Linked DNA regions of Rattus norvegicus: region 1 is linked to region 2. A link is a contact called in public Hi-C data. All regions are on one chromosome and are shown on one strand. The core of a region is the stretch at or near the end of the contact, and the rest is flanking DNA. Distances in the headings are between cores, read along the strand shown.

Region 1 (7,196 bases), core at 2,571-5,070, 83 kb before region 2:
CTGACTTCAAGAGGTAGGCAGGGACTGGAATGGGTCCTAGAGTTAGGAAGAAAACTTCAAAACAAACAAATAAACAAAAACAAAAAAACCTACACTTCAGTTTTCTGAAGGTCACACTCACTAGTGGCTGGCTGCTTTTGGCAAGTCTCAGCTTGACAGACTTCAAACCAGTTCCTCCTCCACCAAGCTTCTCTCTGCTCTGTAAAGCATCTACACTCCAAAATTTGTAATTCTAATTTCGCAACGGCTCTTTCAAAAGTAAATCTTCCACAACTCAGGAGTGTCTCTCTTATCCTATGGAGGTGAAATGTTGAAGGAAAACAGGAATCTCCATCTTGGGTTCTGTGGGAAATGGGGGCTGACTTGACTGGTGACAACACCTGGCTGTCCTCTGCTGGCATTTCCTGTGGTTCTACCAATCCCTCTGTCTTTTGTTTTGTTAAAGACCCCATAGTGGGAGCACAACCCACAGAGCACAGATTGACAAAGTGACCGCTGCACTAGCATGAGAAGCAACCCCGGATCTTGTCAGGTATTGGCTGGTCTGTTCTAGGGGCTGTTCTTGGCTCAGTCACTTTCCTCATCCAGCCCTACACCTGGCCTTGGAGAATCACTGGGAAAGGGCTAACTTGGCACGTCTCTTAGAGGGGGTGGGGGGAGACTAAGTGGTCGGACAGGGTCAGGATGACACCCTTTGGTTGTTCTCCGGATTCACCACAGGGAGGGGTAGGGGGGTCTTTTCAAGAACAGTTGTTTTTGTTTTGGCTACTTTCCATTAAGCCTGGTCACTCTGACCACCAAGACCTTGCTCCTGTATTCACAGAACTTCATCCTTACAGCTTTGTTTCCTGCATCTATGGAACTTGTTTCTTCAGTTTCAGCGGAACTGGGTTCGATCCCTGCACCTCACTGCTGTGCTGTGTCTTCTCCATGGCTGTAGTGCTAGGGTTTGGGTGGGAAATGTCCTCCAAGAGACTCACGCTCTGTCTTTTGGTTCTTGAAGTGGCAGTGTTCCCAATAGGAGCTTGAGAGGCAACTGGATAACCCAGGGTCCACTGATTTAAACTCCACAGCTATGAGCTATTAGGAGACCAAGCTTAGCTGGAGGAAGCGGTCACTGGAGACTGACCTAGAGGACATCCTTTGTCCCCGCTTCCTGTGTGCTGTCTCGTTGGCACCACAGGCTCCTAAGCTTCAGATCCCCCTCAGTATTTGTCACGGAAACAACAGGTCAAGGGGACCATGGACCTTTGAAACAGTGGACTGCGATATCTCTCTCCAGGTCTGTTGTCTTCTTTGGCATATTCTGTCATAGTGATGGGAAATCTGACTGAAGAGTCTTGACTAAAATCTTCTTTGCCCGTTGAAATAGTCTAGAGCGATACATCCTCCATAGGGCTCCGAAATTAAATGCTTCCATATAAAATTAAACATCTTTTATTTACCTCTCAGCTCAGTCTGTGGCCTGAATTTATCCTTTAAAGACAGAAGCGTCTCTGCTCTGTGGGTGGCTGCTGGATTCTACATCACTGTCAGGTTCGAAGAGAAGCTTTCTCCTCACAGAGCATTTCTCTTTTAATGAAATGTTTATCACACTGCTTATCACTACAGATGGTTGCTGGGTTTCGTTGCATACTGGCCATGTATACTTCTCCTGCCACAGTGGCATCATCATGGGCCTTGAGTCTGCACAACCATGTGCTGCTTCGTCTCTGCCCTCTCAGAGTTGCCGGAGAAGAGGGAACCTCGGTTGAGAAGTTGCCTCCTGTGGGCACTCGTCTGTAGTCGTTTTCTCAATTGCTGATTGATTTGGGAGGGCCCAGCACATGGAGGCAGTGCCATGCTCTGGCAGGCAGGCCTGGTCTATATACAAAAAGCAGCCAGTAAGCAGCAGGCCTCCACGGTCTCTGCCTCAGGCTCCTGCCTTGGCTTCCCTAGATGACAAACTGTCACCTGTAAGCCAAGTAAATCCTTTCCTCCCCAGGCTGCTTTCAGTTAGTACTTTACCACAGAAACCAAACTAGGACATCCCACACACGTGGTTCCTAGTCCTAGTCTGTCGTTCAGTCATTATTCGGTGAGTTCTGTTCTTCCACTGAAAGGGCAAACATCAAACATCATCAGACATCATATCGTCCATAAGGAAAAAGAGAAAGTTCCATTTTGTAAGACTTTCTTCTTCTTCTTCTTCTTCTTCTTCTTCTTCTTCTTCTTCTTCTTCTTCTTCTTCTTCTTCTTCTCCTTCTCCTTCTCCTTCTCCTTCTCCTCCTCCTCCTCCTCCTCCTCCTCCTCCTCCTCCTCCTCCTCCTCCTCTTCCTCTTCCTCTTCCTCCTCTTTTTTAGTGGCATTTCACTATGGACCACTGCATGACTCAGAACTTTCTAGGTAGAACAAGCTGGTCTTGAACTCAAAGCTTGCTGTTATTTATAAATCTAGGAGCCAGAACTTTCTCTTTCAATTTTGAGTAACAAAAGAAGCAGAAGCTGAAGCAGAAACAGCAGCAAAAGAAGAAGAAGGAGGAGGAAGAAGGAAGAAGGGAAGGAGAGAGAGGAAGCAAGAGAAAATAGCCCAAACCTCAAAGGGCTTGTATTCTGTACAATAAGAATGGTGAATATGTTGTTGACTGATGCTGTTAAAGTTACTTAGTGCAATCCAGTTCCATGGGTCACAAGGCTATGGGCATGATGCCAGGCCTATCCGGGTAACACGTCACCTCTTCCTATTTTAGGCTAGATGATTAGTAAGCAGTCTAATTTTTTTTCTCTACAGTTTATTCTGTTATGTTAAAATTAACAATCCATAGGAGGAACAGGAGGGTGGGGCAGGGTACTAATGACAATTATAGAGGCCCAACTACTGGGGACCACAGAGCGGCTTGAACTATTTTAGGGATAAGCGGAAATATTTGCTTCAAAAAAAAAAAAGCTTAATACTCTAGCTTAGGGACTTAGATACGTATTAGCTTTACAGGCCACAGCTATTTTACTGACTGGCATAGGACTTTGTTCTTTAGTAGAGCTGGGGACAGTGCTTTCATTCATCCACAGATGTCTTACTTGGGGTCTTTGGGCATACAGAAAGATGGAGAGATACTTACCTGTCAGTCAGGAGAGATGGTGGGATAGCCACTCAGAAGAAGAAGGCCAATCTGAGGACTATGCACTTTGTTTGGGGGGTCAAGAACTGAAGAACTCTAGCAGGAGTTTTTAGGTGTTGGGTGGAATTGTGGCATGTACAGGATCAGAAAGGAGTGGAGAGGGGTGGTCTGGGCCTTGGGATTTCGTGCTCTGCAGAGTCCGAGAGACAGAAGAATCATACTAAACAAAGCAGAGAAATCTCTCTGTGGGACTCACAAGAAAATGTGTGAACAGCATGAAGGGCTAGTGAGGTCGTTGACTAGCCAATCTCTTTGCAATAAATAAAAGAAAACATTGAGGCATATACATACTTTCCTTAGGACGTTGAAAGACCATATACATCCTCGTCAAGTACCCTATGGATGTACATGTATTGTTTTGGAGTTGTTTTTCTTGAACAGGAGAAACACACAAGCAAAAGCTCTTTTGAAAACTGAGCGGACACTTGATAATCGGAAAAAAACGAAAGTCTCTGGAAAACAGGACATTCTAAGTGTTCTCACCGGCCCCAGGCCTCCTCAGAAACCATCCACGATGACTCTAGAAATCTCAAGTTCTATTCTCCTGTTCCTTACAGCAGACTGAGAACGATTTTTAGTGAGAAACAAGCTTGCACTGATGATCTGAGTTTGAAAATCGGTTTTAGAGTTTGGGCTTGCAGTGCTTTTAGATCAGTTAAGGCAACTGCGCCCTCTAGTCTCTGCAGCGGGTACTGCAAGGCCATTTGAGCTCGTTGCTTCAACTTTGTCCTCAAGTTTGATACTTGGAACTCAAAGTCGTTCACAACCCGCCACACACGCAGAGATCCCTCCAGGTGTGAGTAAAGCAATTAATCTCATTTTGGTGATAAACATGCCTACCGGAGGCTCATTTTCTCTCTTAAGTTATACCAGAAAAATTAATTAGGCTCATGTTAAAAAAAAAACCAAAAAAACTTTTCCATGGTATAGAAAAAGCGGTGACTAAAATACTAAGAAGGTAGCTATTCATCACTGCCTCATAAAGGCACACGACAACTCATCATGATAAATTAAGGAAGCTGCCTGCCTGACCTTCATTAGCCATCTGCTCCCTTAGAATGAGAATTTTTAAAGAGCTCTATTTTATTTGGGCATTTGGAAGTGCGCTGGTTTGATCTATTTCTCTCTCTTCTTTGAGGGAACAATCCCTCTGAGGATGGGTTTGTTTGTTTGTTCCTTTTGTACTTTTATGTCTTGTCTGCTTGCCAGAGCACACGTCCCCTTGAAGAGAACTTCTTAGTCAGAGCTCCATGCCGGTGCTGTGGACTGCCCAGAGGAGGGCTTGCTTTACCCCAGATGCTGATATTGTGTACACTTTTGAACATTCTGGGCAAGTCTCTTTTACATGGTTGGTTCTGATTGGCTGTCACGTTCTTTAACTACCTTTCTCCTGGCATTGAGTCAAGGCTGAAGAGGGATCAACTGTAACCATGGCTGAAAGAGGGACGGTATAGAGAAGAGATGTTGGTTGCCTTGAGTTTATTTCATGGACAGAGATGAATGGTTTGTTTTAGTGAAAGAGACCAAGGAAGGAAGAGGAAGAAACAATTAGGACAGAATGTCTCCCTCAATCAGGGTCAAGGTCTTTAGATGCAGACAGCTGATCTTATTTGATTAAAATAAAGGACTATTTGGAAATAAAATGGGAACAGCTGGAGATATTGTCCCTGGCATACACAGAAACGATTTGGTTAATAATAACATCAATATGTGATTGAACACCATGAGTCACGGAACTCCTGCCTTTAATGTTGCCACCAGAGAGAACAAATACTCCAACAAAGTCACCTTGGAGCTCTCTAAAGACCAGGCTATCTTGGAGCTTTGAAAAGTCTCAAGATTTTAGAATTGGAGGACTGGGTATGTTTCCAGTAACAAGGACAACTTAATGGCTCCCCAAGGCCCAGATAACTACTTTCCAATAACTTCATTGTTCTTAAAATTTCTCCCTTTTTACATCGTCTAAAATTCCCATCAATGGGAACTGCATTTGCCTTATTGATATCAAAGTCTCTTAGAAGGATTCTGAAAACCTCTGGGACAGCTAATCTGTCATTCACAAGTGTGTGTGTGGGGTGACTAAGTATGTTGGTGTAATAAGTTTTTGTGGTAAGAAAGGATTTTAGACATTTTTAAAAATCATGACATGATGGAAAATTCAACAGCAGTTTTTTTTTTTAAACAGTTATAAGGATTGAATACTAGGCTTTGTCCTTGGTTGGAACATATTCTAACCACTCTGAGAAATATTAAATATGAGTCTTCTACCAAATACTATAAAATTTGTGTTTGGGGTTGGGGATTTAGCTCAGTGGTAGAGCGCTTGCCTAGGAAGCGCAAGGCCCTGGGTTCGGTCCCCAGCTCCGAAAAAAAAAAAGAACCAAAAAAAAAAAAAATTTGTGTTTGGGACAGGAGATTCAAATGCCCCACCACCACCTTGTAGACGTTCTATGGAAAGGTTTTATTCCCTCACCCTCACCCCCAGATAGACAAAGCTCTATGGAATCTGATGGTCTGGAGCAAGGACCCCTTTCTCCTTGGAGAAAGGACCCCTTTCCCCTTCTTCCATTTCCGGTATACTCATTCTTCTCAGAGTAGCCAATCAAATTAAGACTATGAGGCCAGCCAATGGGGAAAGACACCCGTCACTACCTGAATTAGAATAAAAACTGATAGCACTTCTTGTCTCTGCGTGTTCTCTTTTGAGCACACCCTCTCGGTCAAGAGTGAAGTTTGCCTTGCCCAGACTCTTCGGTTGCTGGTGCTTCCTTTCTTTGCCACACAGATTTATTTCTAACAGCACTGAGCTGCCCTCCAACCACAGTCGTGTCTGACGTTACATAAAAGTCATCCAAAGGAGCTTGTACGTTCACAGACCTTGGCTTGGTGGCGTTGGCATCATTATTAGTCGCACTTGCATGATGCGTTGCGGAGTGTGCCATCTGCCTCCTCTGCCTTTGAGGAATCCACTCAGAAGACGGTTATAAACCCCAGCCCCCTGAGATTAGCAACAGGAATCCTGCTCTGGTCCCGCTCAAGGCCTTTGTAAGGGCTTTTACCACAGAGCATTACAGAAACACATGGCTCCTCTGCTTCTTCTAGGCTCTAAGAGAAGCCCACACACAGTCAGAAAGGAGGTGAGAGAAAGGGGTGGGACTCTGAAGAAAAACATCCCTTCTCCTTCCCCCTCCTCCCTGCCCAGTGGGTGATCTCCCCGGTGTTTCCCGCATGGGAAACCGGGAAGTTAAGAGTTTCCGGTACGGGAAACCTCCTTGTGGAGTTTATCCTACACAACAAACCTTACCAAAGTGCCTCAAGGCAATGCTAACTATTCATTTTTCATTGCAATGTGGAAGCTGGCAGGACTCACAGTTTTCACGCGAGGTTCCAGTGCTTAGCAGGGAAAGGGTAGCTGGGCCTGGGTCTTGTTGAAGGCTCTGGGACTCCTATACAGCTGGTGGCTGCACTGGGGTTTCCCAGCAGCTGAGCCAGGATCCCTCTCGGCTCCTTTCTTTGCAGTCTCATCCATACACTAGACACAGACATTAAGGATCTGGGAGTGACATGAGCTAACATCCCGAAGGGCTGCCTGCGCTTCTCTGTCCCAGCCTCAAAAGTGACACACTATGAGATCCGTTTTCTTATGTCGATTGAGTTTGTCCCCAAGGTTTAAGGAGAGGGGCTAAATGATGGGAGGAGTGTGGCAGAATTTGTGGACATCTTTCTAACCACCACAAGAACCTATGAGAAAAAGGAGACATCACTCATATCTCCTCAAGTGATCTCTTGTCCCCGCATGCGTTCCCAATGGCACGGCTGCCACAGCTAGCTAGAGACACCCTGCTCCCTGTCGTGTTTCCTCTGCTCCAAACCCTGATTAATCTTCTCTGCCTTCACTTCTCCCTCTGCCTAATCTTTGCAGTGCTGTGTGTTCGAACCCACAGAGAAAAGCACTGTCGTTGACCTCGCTAGGCCACCAGAGGTCCTGGTTCCAGCCTGGGTAAAACCCAGTTTTGACTTTCTGGAAGTATGGCTGCGG
Region 2 (6,947 bases), core at 1,737-4,236:
CAAACAAATCAGTCTGAGTACTTGGAATGACATACTTGGTATGATATCGGTACAGCACTGCTCCTTCCTGAACACATCTACAACACACATAGTCTTAACCTTTTGATCTTTATTGATTTTTATCTTATGTGTATGAGTATTTTTACAGGCACATATGTCTGTGTACCATGTGCATGTGTGCATGCCGGGCCTGTGACTGCCTGGAACGGGGGTTATAGACTGCTCTTATCCACCATGACGGTACTGGGAACTGAAGCCCTGGAAAAACAGCCAATGTTCTTAACCACTGGGCCATTTCTCCAGCCCCATAAAACCATGAATTCATTAAAAAGTTTCTAAACTATTCATTTCCTTAATTCCTCCAATGTCATATCTATGTCTCTTTTCCTTTACACTGAAAGTTCTGGTTTGTGGGTGGGGTGTGCATCTGTTTTGATGAAAATGGTTTTAGAGCTTCAGAACCAGTGTCACTTTTAACAGCAACAAAACAAAACAACAAATAACAAAATAATAGACCAAATATATGATATCTTTGCATGTTTTTTCTTTTTTTTGTTTGCATTTTGGTCACTAATTAAGAATATATCTGAAGGGCTGGAGAGATGGCTCAACACTTAAGGGCACTGGCTGCTCTTCCAGAGGACCTGAGTTCAATTCCCAGCACCCACAGGGTATATTATAACTGTCTGTTAAGTCCAGTTCCAAGGGATCTGGTACCCTCACATGGTCATAAATGCAAACAAAATATCAGTGCACATAAAAACAAATAAATCTTAATGTATATGTATATATATATTAAATTTTATGTACAGAAGTCACTTGAAGTAGCTCTCTGCAGTTCCCCATGTGACATATAGCTAAGCACATTTACTTCTCGTTCACGCTTAGACTTGTTTTATTTAAGCCTGGCTCCTTTGCCTAATATTTTTGAATATGTAAAACATCACCGAGTCCAAAAGTTAAAAATAAGAAAGGCATATTCAGGAAAAACAAATCTCATTTCAGTGTTTAGTTTGTCTTAACTAATCAGGAAATTCCCAGTAAGAAACAATGGTTACTTCTAATTCTTTGAGCTTGAAAATATTCACCAAATATGTACAAGGTATGCCTTCATTTCTTTTACAAAGCCTAACAGAGTGTGCTCGCTGAGTTTTGCAACATTTTTTGTTCATTTGACAAATTTAACTGGGGATCTTTAAAAGGATACATTGTAGTTCAGTCCCTATGGATGGACATTTGAGTTGTTCCAGTTCCAGAGATTAAAATTAAGGCCGCAGTGAGCATACTTACGACTTTGCTTATCCTACTTCTGTAAAAACACAATTTTCTCTAAAAGATGGCAGCATGCATCCTGCTTATGATAGGAGACATTTCCTTAAAGTCATTCCAAATTATCACATATAAGAAAAATATGTACTCTTTCAGTTTTGAGTTCCTACTCAATATTTTTTGGAAGGTTCCTCTGGTTGAGGACTGTTTGCACCCTTCCACAGGTCTTTAAGAATATTGCCCTTGGGAACAAGAATACCCTTGGGAGGGAATAGGGAGGCAAAGTTTAGAAGAGGTCGAAGGAACTTTCGAAGGCCCATTCAGAGCCTGCCCCACATGTGGCCCATACATATACAGCTACCCAATTAGACAAGATGGATGAAGCAAAGAAGTGCAGGCTGACAGGAACCGGATGTAGACCTCTCCTGAGAGACACAGCCAGAATATAGCAAATACATAGGCGAATGCCAGCAGCAATCCACTGAACTGAGAACAGGACCCCCGTTGAAGGAGTCAGAGAAAGGATTGGAAGAGCTTGAAGGGGCTTGAGACCCCATATGAACAACAATGCCAAGCAACCAGAGCTTCCAGGTACTAAGCCACTCCCTAAAGACTATACATGGACTGACCCTGGGCTCCAACCTCATAGGTAGCAATGAATAGCCTAGTAAGAGCACCAGTGGAAGGGGAAGCCCTGGGTCCTGCCAAGATTGAACCCCCTAGTGAACGTGATTGTTGGGGGGCGGGTGGTAATGGGGGGAGGATGGGGAGGGGAACACCCAAAGAGAAGGGGAGGGGGAGGGGTTAGGGGGATGTTGGCCTAAAAACTGGGAAAGGGAATAACAATTGAAATGTAAATAAGAAATACCCAATTTAATAAAGATGAAGAAAAAAAGAATATTGCCCTTGGGTTTTGCTTCTTTTCCCATTTTCAAGTCTTTATACAAAATACAAGTAAGAATTCATCAACAATAAGAAATTTTAGTTCTTTGAGAGTGATAGCAAAATTTTTCTATAATTTTAATATTTATGCTTTTACCTGGGGATATAGTAATGATTTTTTTACATATTTTTAGAAATTTTATTGAGATCTTATTCACATGTGTCTTAGCAAGTGTTCTATTGCTCTGAAGAGATGCCATGGCCAAGGCAACTCTTCCAAGAGAAAGCATGTAATTGGGGCTGGGTTACAGTTCAGAAGTTTAGTCCATTTTCATGGCAGGAAACACGGTGGTGTGCAGTCAGACATGGTGCTGAAGAGTAGGTGGAAGTTCTACAACAGGATCTGCGGGCAGCAGGCTGGGAAGACACGGGTCTGGCTTGAGTATTTGAAACCCCAAATCCCACCCACTCCCAGTGACACACTTCCTCAGACAAAGCCACACCTACTCCAAAAAGGTCACACCTCCTAATCCTTGTGAGCTGACACCACTCTCTAATGACCAAGCATTCACATATAGGAGCCTGTGGAGGGCCCTTCCTATTTAAACCTTAATACCATGAAATAGACTGGTATGAAGTATGTAATTAGAGGGCTTTTACTATGGCCTCAGAGTCCATTACCATAGTCTATTTAAGAACATTCCATTACCTTATATGTCCCTAGCAACCACTAGTCTACTTCCTCTCTCTACAACTCTTGACTGGTTTCAATCCATCTGTGTCTTCTTGTTGTACACATTTGGTTCTAGTTGCTATATTTTAATCCCTCACTTAATCAGAGTTTATCTTATAAATGACATAAAGTATGACTCTATCTCCCCTCCCCCAGAACGAGTCGTGGTAAGACTTACTGGAAAAGTCTTTCAGTTTCCTCTTGTTGCTGTAATAAATTCCTGAAGATTCTAGTGGCTTTTTAAAAAAGCAAAACAGTTTTGCTATCTTATGATTGTAAAGGTCACGTGTCCCATAACCCCTACTCCTCAAGTTAAAATGGATGTGTTGGCAAGACTGTGTTCCTTCCTTAGACTTCAGGGGAGGATGTGTCCTTTTTCTCTTCATCTTCTAGAGGCTGTCCCATCCCTGGGCTGAATGCCTTTATCCTGCTTCTATGTCACAGTTCTTCCTGTTTTGATCTCGTCTTCCTCTGACTAAAGACTCTGACCAGACTGGGCACATCTAAGTAACGAAGGGCAATTCCTTCCTTTCAAGATCTTTTAAAGCGATCCCATCTGGAAAGTACACTGTCTGAGACAGTACACTCACAGGCTTGGGGGAGTAGGATGTGGACATCATCAGAGGACCACTCCTTAGCCTACCATGTCACAACCCCAGTCTGCGCTGGTATCCACTAACTGCCACGTTTTCATATTCATCAGGTCTCACATTTAGAGCATCTGCTTTGCTCCCTTGGACTGTACAGGAGCCACTGCCACACTGTCCTAGTAGCAAGGACATTATGTTTCTGCCTTTCCAGCTCCATGCTCTTCCCTTTAGGGTGTCCTTGGCACCGACTACTTGTGGGTTATTTCACATGAGTTCTTGAACCACCCTCACCCAGCAGTTGGCATTTTGTCAGACTGGCTTTGCATTTATGTTAACATACGGAAATTTGATGTTTTTATGCCGTGTATTCAGTCTATCCAAGAGCTAAAGATGCCTCCTATTTGGTTCAGCCAATTTCCGCACCTCTCGGGAGTGTTTTGTGGTTTTATCACACAAGCTTTGCTCATTTAGTTCAAAGTTTCTTTCTAACCATTTCGGTTTTGTACCGAGGATCTTCTCTTTCATCAGCTCAGTCATTGCCTGTGTATATGTAAGGGACTTCTGGAAATTAATGGAACTTTGCTAGTTTTTTGTTACTTCTATCTTCTTGTTTAGTTTTGTGGATTCTAAAAGATATTTTAAAAGAATTATTCATTATTTTACGTGTATGGGACCCAATTATGTTAAGTAGTAACAGGTGATTTTTTTTTCTTTCAAGAAAAGTCATAAAGCAAAACATACTGGTGGCGACCCCTATCTGCAGGTCACGGCAAAGCAAGGGAAACTCTTGACAGGTTTCAGATATGATAGGGCGACATTCTTGCCTCTTGGATTGGTAGAAGTTAGTGATGAGATGCTATGGACACATTATAAAGTTTTTAATAATAGTCACCAGGATGTTGACTTGGACAGAGGGGTCGGCAGTGCAGGCTTGAAAGGGACAGAAAATAGCACATGATAATTTGACTCTTGCCTGGGACGTTTGAGCTCTCCACAGTCTCTAGGTCCACCCATTTGGCCCTGCATGAACTTGAGTATGAACTGTTCTTTTCTAGAACCTCAGTTCACACATCAAAGACAGTTTTTGACGTGTGGAATGTGTCTTTCGGGGCAGTTTGAATCCATGTGTTCCACACCATGGCCACTCACATGTGGCTCAAGGTTGAGCCATCTCTACTTTTCCTGAGATGAGAGCTGTGTGTTTTGCATTGACAGACACAAAGCAGAGGGAGTGTTTCTTCAGTTTCAATCTTTTCTTACTCCCCAGCTGCTCAGCACGCAGGCCTCAGGGAAGCCTTCTCCCTTTTGATATAACTCTTTGCTGCTGCATATGGGATGCTACAATTTTCCCGGAAAAACAAAATTTCACAGGACTGATGACTCCCAAGTAAAGGCAGCTATCCATCAGGGGGCAGCTGTACTCTGAAATGGAAATGATCTTCCCCTAGGGATCATTTTGTCCCCTCAAGTCATAAGGAGTTCTTTGAAAGGCATTGCAGACCCATGCCAGTGAGGTCAGGGTTTAATTGAGGGACCCTGCCTCAAGGAATAAGGTAGAGAACAATACAGAGGAAAACCTGACACTGACATTCACACGGATGTGCATACCTATGCACGCATGGGCATGCAAAGACAATATTTAAGTTGGGCATGGTGGTAGTATGTATCTGTCTTCCCCACAATCTCCACTGAGGCGGGGGGGGGGTGGTGTACCCACATACTTGGGTAATATATTGCCACTGTCTCAAAAATCCAGCAAAAAGAAAAATAAGAAAAGAAATTCTAGTTTTATTATATCACAACTAAATACTGGTCAAACTCACACTTCTTTGTGGGCTCCAGTGACTTTTTTGTGATTCAATGTAAATATTTGAAAAGACTTTTTTTAAAAAAAAAATCAAGTTTGCTGTATTCCCGAAGTGTTTAGATTATCATGCAATTCATTATGTTTTCTCTGTGTTTGTACCCTTGACCTGTTGTGAACTGAGAAAGTTAGTCTCTTTTAGTCTTCTTGTAGTCTGAATGGAGGAGTCTCCACAATGGCTGGGTATCCTCAGAACATGAAGATTTTAGCATCCTGTGTGTAGAAGCCATTTAGCTCCCTTGTTTACAATGTTTCCCACTCGAGCTAGCTACTCTTTTATTCTCTCAAAGTAAGTCTATCTGTTCAGGGAGACAAAGGACCAGGATCTGAATGAATGTTTCCTGAAGGCAGCCTCTCTACAGTCTGTAGTTTAGTGACTCTGATTAACCCTTGCTTTGACAGTACTTAGCGTGAATTCTGAGCCTCTGGGTGACTTTGTGCTGTGACTTTTTCCTATTGGCTTCCTGTCTACTTTTCTCACAGCTGTCCTGACATTTAAGCCTTAGTCCTCTACTCTCTGACTTCGAAAACACCGTTGCTATCTTGCTCTTGAACCTTTCTTTATGTCCCCATAGGCTTATATATGTTTAATCACAGCACTATCTCTTTGTAGGGTTGTAGGAATAAAAAGGGTTTTCAAAAAGATTCCAACTTATTAGGAACCCTCCTCCTGGGATTTCCCTCCAAGACATTTTTAAATTGCATTTGCACTTTCTAGATTCAGGTAGGGCTCCCTCATTAGGATTTGATTCTGCTCTCACCAGACCCAGCCTCTATTTCTCAGTCTTTACCCAGCCAACACGCTCAGTTAAAGACTATTGCCTTTCTGGACCGATGATGTGACTGGAGAGGGGGTGGGGGTTCACACCAGGACCCACATGGTGGAGGGAGAGAGGCTAAGCTGCAGTTGTCTCTCATCTCTGTGGGTGTGCTGTGGCGTATGCTTAAGACTGTCCTTTCTTCGTCTCTTCTCCTTTTACCTGCTTTCCACACCTGGGATCTTCAGATCTTGTACTTCAGGTTGAAAACTCCTCATTTTATTTTAGGAGAGCCACTTCTGTTTCTAATGTGAGACCACCTAAAAGTACACACATCCACTAATGACAGATTTTGTATCATTTACAGAATTATTCTCTGTCTTAAGCTTATTCTCTGACTTAAGGACCTTGGGTTCTCTTTCCCACAAGCTTTTTCTGGTGAGAGGATGTAGTGTACGTCTCCATACCTAGTGTGGGGACCAACATCTGCAAACAATGCAAGTCTCTTAGCTGTCTTGGAATTAGAAGTTAAACCGTCTCTGTGTGTCATGCATGTCGGTGCACATGTGTACTTGCATGTGGAGCTAGAGGTCAACCTCAGGTACCATCCCTTAGGAGCTGTCCCCCTTTACTTGCCTGAGGTGCCCGGACCCTCAGTGGATACTCAGTACCCAGAAGTAATGACTCTAATGCTCCTCTGCTTACCTTCATTTATAATCTGTTGGATACTGTCACAACCTTGCCTAGGATGCCAACTCTGGTGTCCTGTTTATTCGGTTGATACAGTTCAGTCCTAGTCTTTCATTTCCTGCTGGGAGCTGGGTACTCACCTCACCTTAGTCTTGTAAAGG

Evidence for each region. A called contact is a pair of places that touch in the nucleus more often than the background predicts.
Region 1: a contact with region 2 is called in a Hi-C map of the A7r5 cell line, with 2.7 times the contacts expected there. The contact joins two enhancer-like sites. A contact is called at or near these places in 4 of 12 Hi-C or Micro-C datasets (the A7r5 cell line, kidney and liver).

What each region holds. Positions count from the first base shown.
Region 1 is chr9:110,905,260-110,912,455 of GRCr8, reverse strand. No RefSeq gene overlaps it. Among named protein-coding and RNA genes, the nearest start is that of Fer, 59 kb to the left of the region's middle. Within about 2 kb of position 3,820, at least 3 of the 93 cell types and tissues checked have an H3K27ac peak or open chromatin away from gene starts, as enhancers often do. A contact at or near this core is called in the A7r5 cell line, where this site is marked.
Region 2 is chr9:110,821,255-110,828,201 of GRCr8, reverse strand. All of the region lies in intron 1 of LOC134480617 (a long non-coding RNA gene), which reads right to left. Among named protein-coding and RNA genes, the nearest start is that of Fer, 140 kb to the left of the region's middle. Within about 2 kb of position 2,986, at least 6 of the 93 cell types and tissues checked have an H3K27ac peak or open chromatin away from gene starts, as enhancers often do. A contact at or near this core is called in the A7r5 cell line, where this site is marked.